2 separate regions of the Rattus norvegicus genome follow, and region 1 is linked to region 2. Evidence: chromatin contacts called from public Hi-C data. All regions are on one chromosome and are shown on one strand. The core of a region is the stretch at or near the end of the contact, and the rest is flanking DNA. Distances in the headings are between cores, read along the strand shown.

Region 1 (3,111 bases), core at 510-3,009, 160 kb before region 2:
TTCCTCGCTGGTGTTATTATAGGAACAGGATGTGAAGCCACAAGCCTTTAGTTCCAGCACATGGGAGACAGAGGTGAGCGGATATCTGCAAGTTCAAGGCCAGCTGGGTTTATACAGTGTTAGGACAGCCAGAGCTATGAATTCAGACTCTGTCTTGAAAAAAGGGAAGGAAGGAAGGGAAGAAGGAAGGAAGGAAGGAGGTGGAGGTTAAAGCTGATCATGAGGAGGGGGTCCACCTTTAATGACCCGCTGAGGGCTACTCATCCTTTATAGCTACCTGGTATAACCACGTCACAGGCACAGTTCCTCTTCCATTACTGGAGTGCTGGAGCCTCCACCATCAGACCAGCACCGCCTTCCCAGCGAGAACCATCTCCTTCCGGAAGTTCCCTACTTCTGTTCCTTTATTATTTTTAGCTCCTGGATCACTGTCAATTTCCCCCTAAACACTTTTTGGTTATTTCAGTATCCAGATAGATGATTCTTTCCACGCGGTGTGCTTGGGTCCCTTAACTTCCCTTCTTTTTGCATCCAGCCCTTTATCTGACCTCAGTTACTCCCTGCCAGGGTCATTTCCAGTCATGTTCTTGCTCTTGTGCTTACCGAAAAGGATACTCATACTATGGTCTCGGTCTCTTGAATATGTTCCCCTCCTCTGTGTTCCCGCCGCATATCCTTTCTGATGTCCTGTGTTTTCCTTTCCCGAAACCACTGAACCCCAAACATTAACATCACCAACTTTTCACCTGTTGCTTTGCCTCTGGATTTCCTCGTGGGGCCCTGCCAGAACTGGATTCCATGCTTTGATAATTATCACAGCTCCTCACGCACTTGCTTTGACCACCACCGCTGGTATCTGAAAGCCCTAAGCCCTGTTAAATTTAGTCCTTTTCTCCACCCGACTCCAGTCTCCTGAAGGCTGAATGACACGGGTGTGGTTATGGGTCGTTCCCAAAGCTGTGACCACTAGGCCTACGTTAACTTCATTACCCTTAACCTCAATGAACCCTTTGGGTGGGCTGGGCATCCCTTTCGGCTCCTCGGTTCCTCTCTCCTTCACGTTCTAGAAAGCTGCTTTTCAAACCAAACATCAACAGCTGAAGAAACACACTAGAGCATCAGAGAAGTTTGTGTTCTTGGTGTATCGTGATAAATAAGATTTTATGAGATGCCTATTTAAGTTACACGAGCATGCATTCGTCTATGCACCCATTTATGTGTATACGGCATGCTGATTCGGAAATGTGAAACGTACTGTGGGTATCTAATTCAGTACCCGGCACGTAGCGGGTTTGGAACCTAAATCCAGCTAAGATCTTTCTCTTCAGTCGCAGTCTTCAAGCTTTAGTGGATTTTCCTGCTCAGTAAACAAGCTGGCTGGGTGCTTCAGTTGTGCAGCCACTATGCAAGCATGAGCACATTGCTCTCTGGACTGAAAGAAGGTAAACTCGACCATGGCATGATCCAGGCTGCATCATGAGGACCATTGCTCTGCGGTTTTGTTCAGGAAGCTACTGAGGAGTGAGGCACCACGAGAAGGCAAAACCATACAGCCACATTCTTTGTTGGTTCTTGCTTCATGGCATGGTGTCTGCTTTGCCTGTGCCTAGCTTTCCCACAGCAATTTGTGGCTTTCAGGCATTTGCTCAATTGAGTTCATTCCATAATCCCCCTTTGTAGCAGCAGTTAGATGCCCTGTGTTCTATGTACAGTATTTGGGATATCCTGAAATAATAGATACTGTTGTTGACTTCAGAGAACTCACAGCCTGATCATTGTACTGGACCCACTGATGTGTGACCCAGTACTATGGGAGGGGAGAGCACAGGCTATTTATAGAGCACAGAGGGGGGATGACCTCTTGATTGGAGTCAGGGGACCAGTGAGAGGCAGTTCGCAGCAGTGACTGAGCTGAATTTTGAAGGATGCATAAGAATGAACTTGTCGGACAGGCTGGAGACCCGCCAGACTGTGGCAGGAAGTGGGAACTGCTTCTCCAAAGCTTTGATGAGGGCCATTGAGTGTCTGAGGATTAGAACCTAGGATGCTACTGGGGTAGGACCAGAGGTGAGGCAGAAGAGGTAAGGACACACTCCGTGTTGAATCAAGTTTTACCAACTAGAGACGACCCTCTGCAGGTAGAACCTGGTACCATTTTCAAGGGTGGTTTTCATGGAGCAGAATAATAACCACATCACTGGACTGGCTGAGAAGCTTTTAACATTTACTTTTATTATCTTTATGTGCGTGTCTGCATGTGGGCATGTACGCACAAGTACAGGTGCCCAAGGAGGCCAGAGGCATCAGATTCCTTGAAGCTGGAGTTACAGACGGTTGGGAGCTGTCAAACATGGCTGCTGGGAACTGGGAACTGGGAATGGGCTCCTCCTGAGGGACGCAAGAGCCTTTAACTGCCGAGCCATCCCTCAGACCCCAGAGTTGGAAGCTTAAGTGTAAGCGAGGCGACAGAGCTTTTTGATAGAAATCTTCTCAGAGAAGAGAAGTAAGAAAGCCTTATCTCTAGTCACCAAGGGCTAGGTTCAGATCTGCTTCTGGCTCATACTCAAAAATGGAATCCAAGAAATCCTGCCATTTCCCAGTGGGCCAATAGTTCCTGTAAAAAACGCTCTCGTGAGATTTCCTGGCTATGAAAATGTTCTTGTCCTATATTTGCAGATTGATGTCAAAGATTTTCTGGAGAGATTGCCCTTCACTTGAGATCTCCTAATAGCAAGGTAGGCTGGTGAGAAGTCTTCTGGAGAGAGAAGAAAGGGCTCTCTTTCAGTTAGGGGACTTGTCTGTCTGCTACCCTACCTTCTCCCAGTGAGCATATTTGGGTAAAGGCTTTTTCCCCCCACTAATAATCCAGGTCCTTCGGCACACTGTATACTGTAGCGCAGGACAAAATGATTCTTCACCTAGAAAAAGGGATCATCCAGTGAGACGCTTCCATTGTGCTTAGGGTGGGGCAGTAAGGAAAGCATGAAGATGGCCTATTTTTAGAGTGTGTTAGATACACAATATCCTGAGCATGGGTTTAGTTTGCGTGCTGTTTCAAGATCTCTGTGAAGTAGAAGATGTTCTTTGCAGATGGAAGGAACATTGTCTGTT
Region 2 (2,924 bases), core at 153-2,652:
ATGGAAAAGTCTCTGTGATGTAGCATTTATTTAGTACCAGAGAAGTAGACTTGTTACCTTGGCTATTCCTAAAGAAGTAGTTCAGAAGTTGGATTGTAGGGGGAAACTGGAAAAGTTTAGAAGCTCTAGGAAACCATATGCAGAACTTAATGGTTGATGCTGATAGAATCTGGGAAGATGCACATTCTGGCGGCATGCAGAGAGTAAGAGTGTGACGTACAGTTCCAGATGAGATAAGGACCCTGCTTTCTCACCAGACTGCATAATGATCAACGTTACTTTATGACAGGGAACTCACCTATATTCCATCCATTCCACGAAAGCTTGTGGTGGTAAAATGATGTCTTGGTTTCTTTTCCTATTGCTGTGATAAATTATTCTGACGAAGCTCTTAAGAAAGTACAGTTTATTCTGGATTATGGTTCATGGTATATCAGAATGGGGAATTTGAGGCAGCAGGAGCTGGAAGCAACTGGTCCCAGAGCATCTGTGATCAGGTACAAAAATGCTGAGTTCAGGTTTCTGTTCAGATCCATTGCTCCTGAATTCCCTGCCAAGGGAGTGGTTTCACCCACAACTAAAACTTATTTCTGCCTAATTAATGCAGTAAAGATAAATGCCCAGAGGCAGGGCCAGAGGCCCATCTCTTAGGTGATTCTATAATCCCTTACATTGAAACTTAACACTAATCATCACCACTAAGTTTGTCTAATTAACTTGCTCAAGGAGATTTATAGGCATCTCAGAATGCTACCTGTGTTGGTTAATTTTCTTATTGGCTATTTTATTTATTTACATTTCAAACTCTTTCCTGGTTTTCCCTCTGGAAACTGCCTATCCCATCCTCCTGGCAACCAAAGGGTTGGGAAAAAATCTTTACCAACCCTACATCTGATAGAGGGCTAATATCCAATATTTACAAAGAACTCAAGAAGTTAGACTCCAGAGAGCCAAATAACCCTATTAAAAATGGGGCACAGAACTAAACAGAGAATTCTCAGCTGAGGAATATCGAATGGCTGAGAAGCACCTAAAGGAATGTTCAACATTCTTAGTCATCAGGGAAATGCAAATCAAAACCCTGAGATTCCATATATCAGTGAATTCTTGCTGGCTGATTTTAACCTGGCATACAGCAAGAACTGGAAGTAAAGGGCTTAGAAGAAGGGTCTATGTAGCTGGCAGTTTGTCCAGAAAAGCAGCATGTGCCAAGTCATATGGGGCTAGTAAAGCTATTAGCCTGACTAGAATGAAGCCAGGGACTTGGCACCAGGCAATAAGCAGATGCCTTGAAATGATCTTTGGGGTTCCTTGGGCCCTACTCATCACACAGATTCAATGATATAAACTCATTTGAAAGACTGCTGGGGAAGAGGGAACCCTTGGTTTCCCCGAAGACACAATGCTGCCTGTTTAGGGAACTGTTTGCCTCCATTTACCTTCCCAAGTACCCAGAAACTACTGCAGCTGGGCCTAAGAGGACCAGCTACTTCTGAAGCTGGCCACAGAACTTTTCATCATTCATGTGATTCTGATATAGTCATGTAGAATCCAAGAATTGTTCCTAGAGGCATCCACCCAGATTTTGAAGGGAAGCTTGGCAGACAGGAAATGTTAGCAGTGTTGTAATCCCTGGAGGGGAATGTTGAAAGGAAATTGAGTGAAGCTGAAGATGCAGAGGGATGGCCAAGAGTTAGGAAATGCCAGCAAAGTAGACAGTCTGCCAAGGAAACCAATAGAACCAGTCCGAGAGATCTTGTGTCGAGCAATAAGAAAGGCCATAGAAACAGGAAGCCCTATCTAATTCTGGGGGTGCTTGACTGTGCCATCCTCTATTTGAAAAAAGAAAAACCTAACTTCATTTTGATTGTATAGGAACATCCAGTGGAGGGTTTGCTTTGTTTCCAGTGGACACGCTGTGGCTAGTTTTATGTCAGCTTGACACAAGCTAGAGTCATCTGAAAAAAAGGGAACCCAAGTAGAGAAAATGCCCCCATAAGATGAAGCCATAGGAAAATCTGTAGGGGATTTTTTTAAGCTAGAAATTGAAAGGGGAAAGCCCACCCCATTGGTGGTGCCATCCCTTGGGATGGTTCTCTAAGAAAGCAGCTGAGCAAGCCACGGGGATCAAGCCAGAAAACAACACCCTCCATGGCCTCTGCATCAGCTCCTGCCTCCAGGTTCCTGCCCTGCTTGAGTCCCTGCCCTCACTGCTTTTGATGATGAACTGTTCTATGGATGTGTGAGTGAAATAAACCCTTTCCTCCCCAAGTTGCTTTGGCCATGGTGTTTCATCATACCAACAGAAATCTCAACGAGAATTTGAAACTTGAACTTTTGAACCGCCTTGGAGATGAATTCAGTGAATTTTGCATGAAGACATGGGTATAGTATTGGGGGTTTTAGGAGATGTTCTTGGGTGTCCAGTTGAAAAGGAGTAGACTTATAAGGCTTAATCTTGGTTGTCAAGTTGGTTAGACTGAGAAGCACCAGGAAGGTTAGTAAAGCATGATTATGGGTGTGCATTTTTGAGGTGTTTCCAGTGTGGACTAAGAGCAGAAGAGCTGTCCCATATGCCACAGAACCCCATAGGATACAAGCCCAACTGGACCGTAAGGAAAAGGAGAAAACCACCAATAATGCCCTTCTTTCTCTCTTACCCTCCCTCTCTCCCCCTCTCTTTCTCTCTCTCCATCTTCTATCCTTTCCCCCTCTTCTCCTATTTTGCTTTTCTCTGTTTATCTCCCTCCTGACCACCACAGTGAGTTGTTCTGCCCCTGATGTCTTCTCTCCCCAAAATCTTCTTTCTCTTTTGTTTTTCCCCACCTTGGGTATTTGTTACAGGTACAAAATGTCTGAATAACACATACTTTCTTATCAAGACTAAGAGAAATCTAACTTACTGAAATGTGGTGAGGGAAACC

The links. Hi-C and Micro-C count contacts between places; a contact is called where the count stands out from the background.
Region 1: a contact with region 2 is called in a Hi-C map of hepatocytes, with 2.8 times the contacts expected there. The contact joins two enhancer-like sites. A contact is called at or near these places in 9 of 12 Hi-C or Micro-C datasets (the A7r5 cell line, the Rat2 cell line, Schwann cells and 5 more).

The regions. Positions count from the first base shown.
Region 1 is chr7:60,072,854-60,075,964 of GRCr8, reverse strand. No RefSeq gene overlaps it. Among named protein-coding and RNA genes, the nearest start is that of Avpr1a, 75 kb to the right of the region's middle. Within about 2 kb of position 1,759, at least 11 of the 93 cell types and tissues checked have an H3K27ac peak or open chromatin away from gene starts, as enhancers often do.
Region 2 is chr7:59,915,714-59,918,637 of GRCr8, reverse strand. No RefSeq gene overlaps it. Among named protein-coding and RNA genes, the nearest start is that of Avpr1a, 83 kb to the left of the region's middle. Within about 2 kb of position 1,402, at least 3 of the 93 cell types and tissues checked have an H3K27ac peak or open chromatin away from gene starts, as enhancers often do.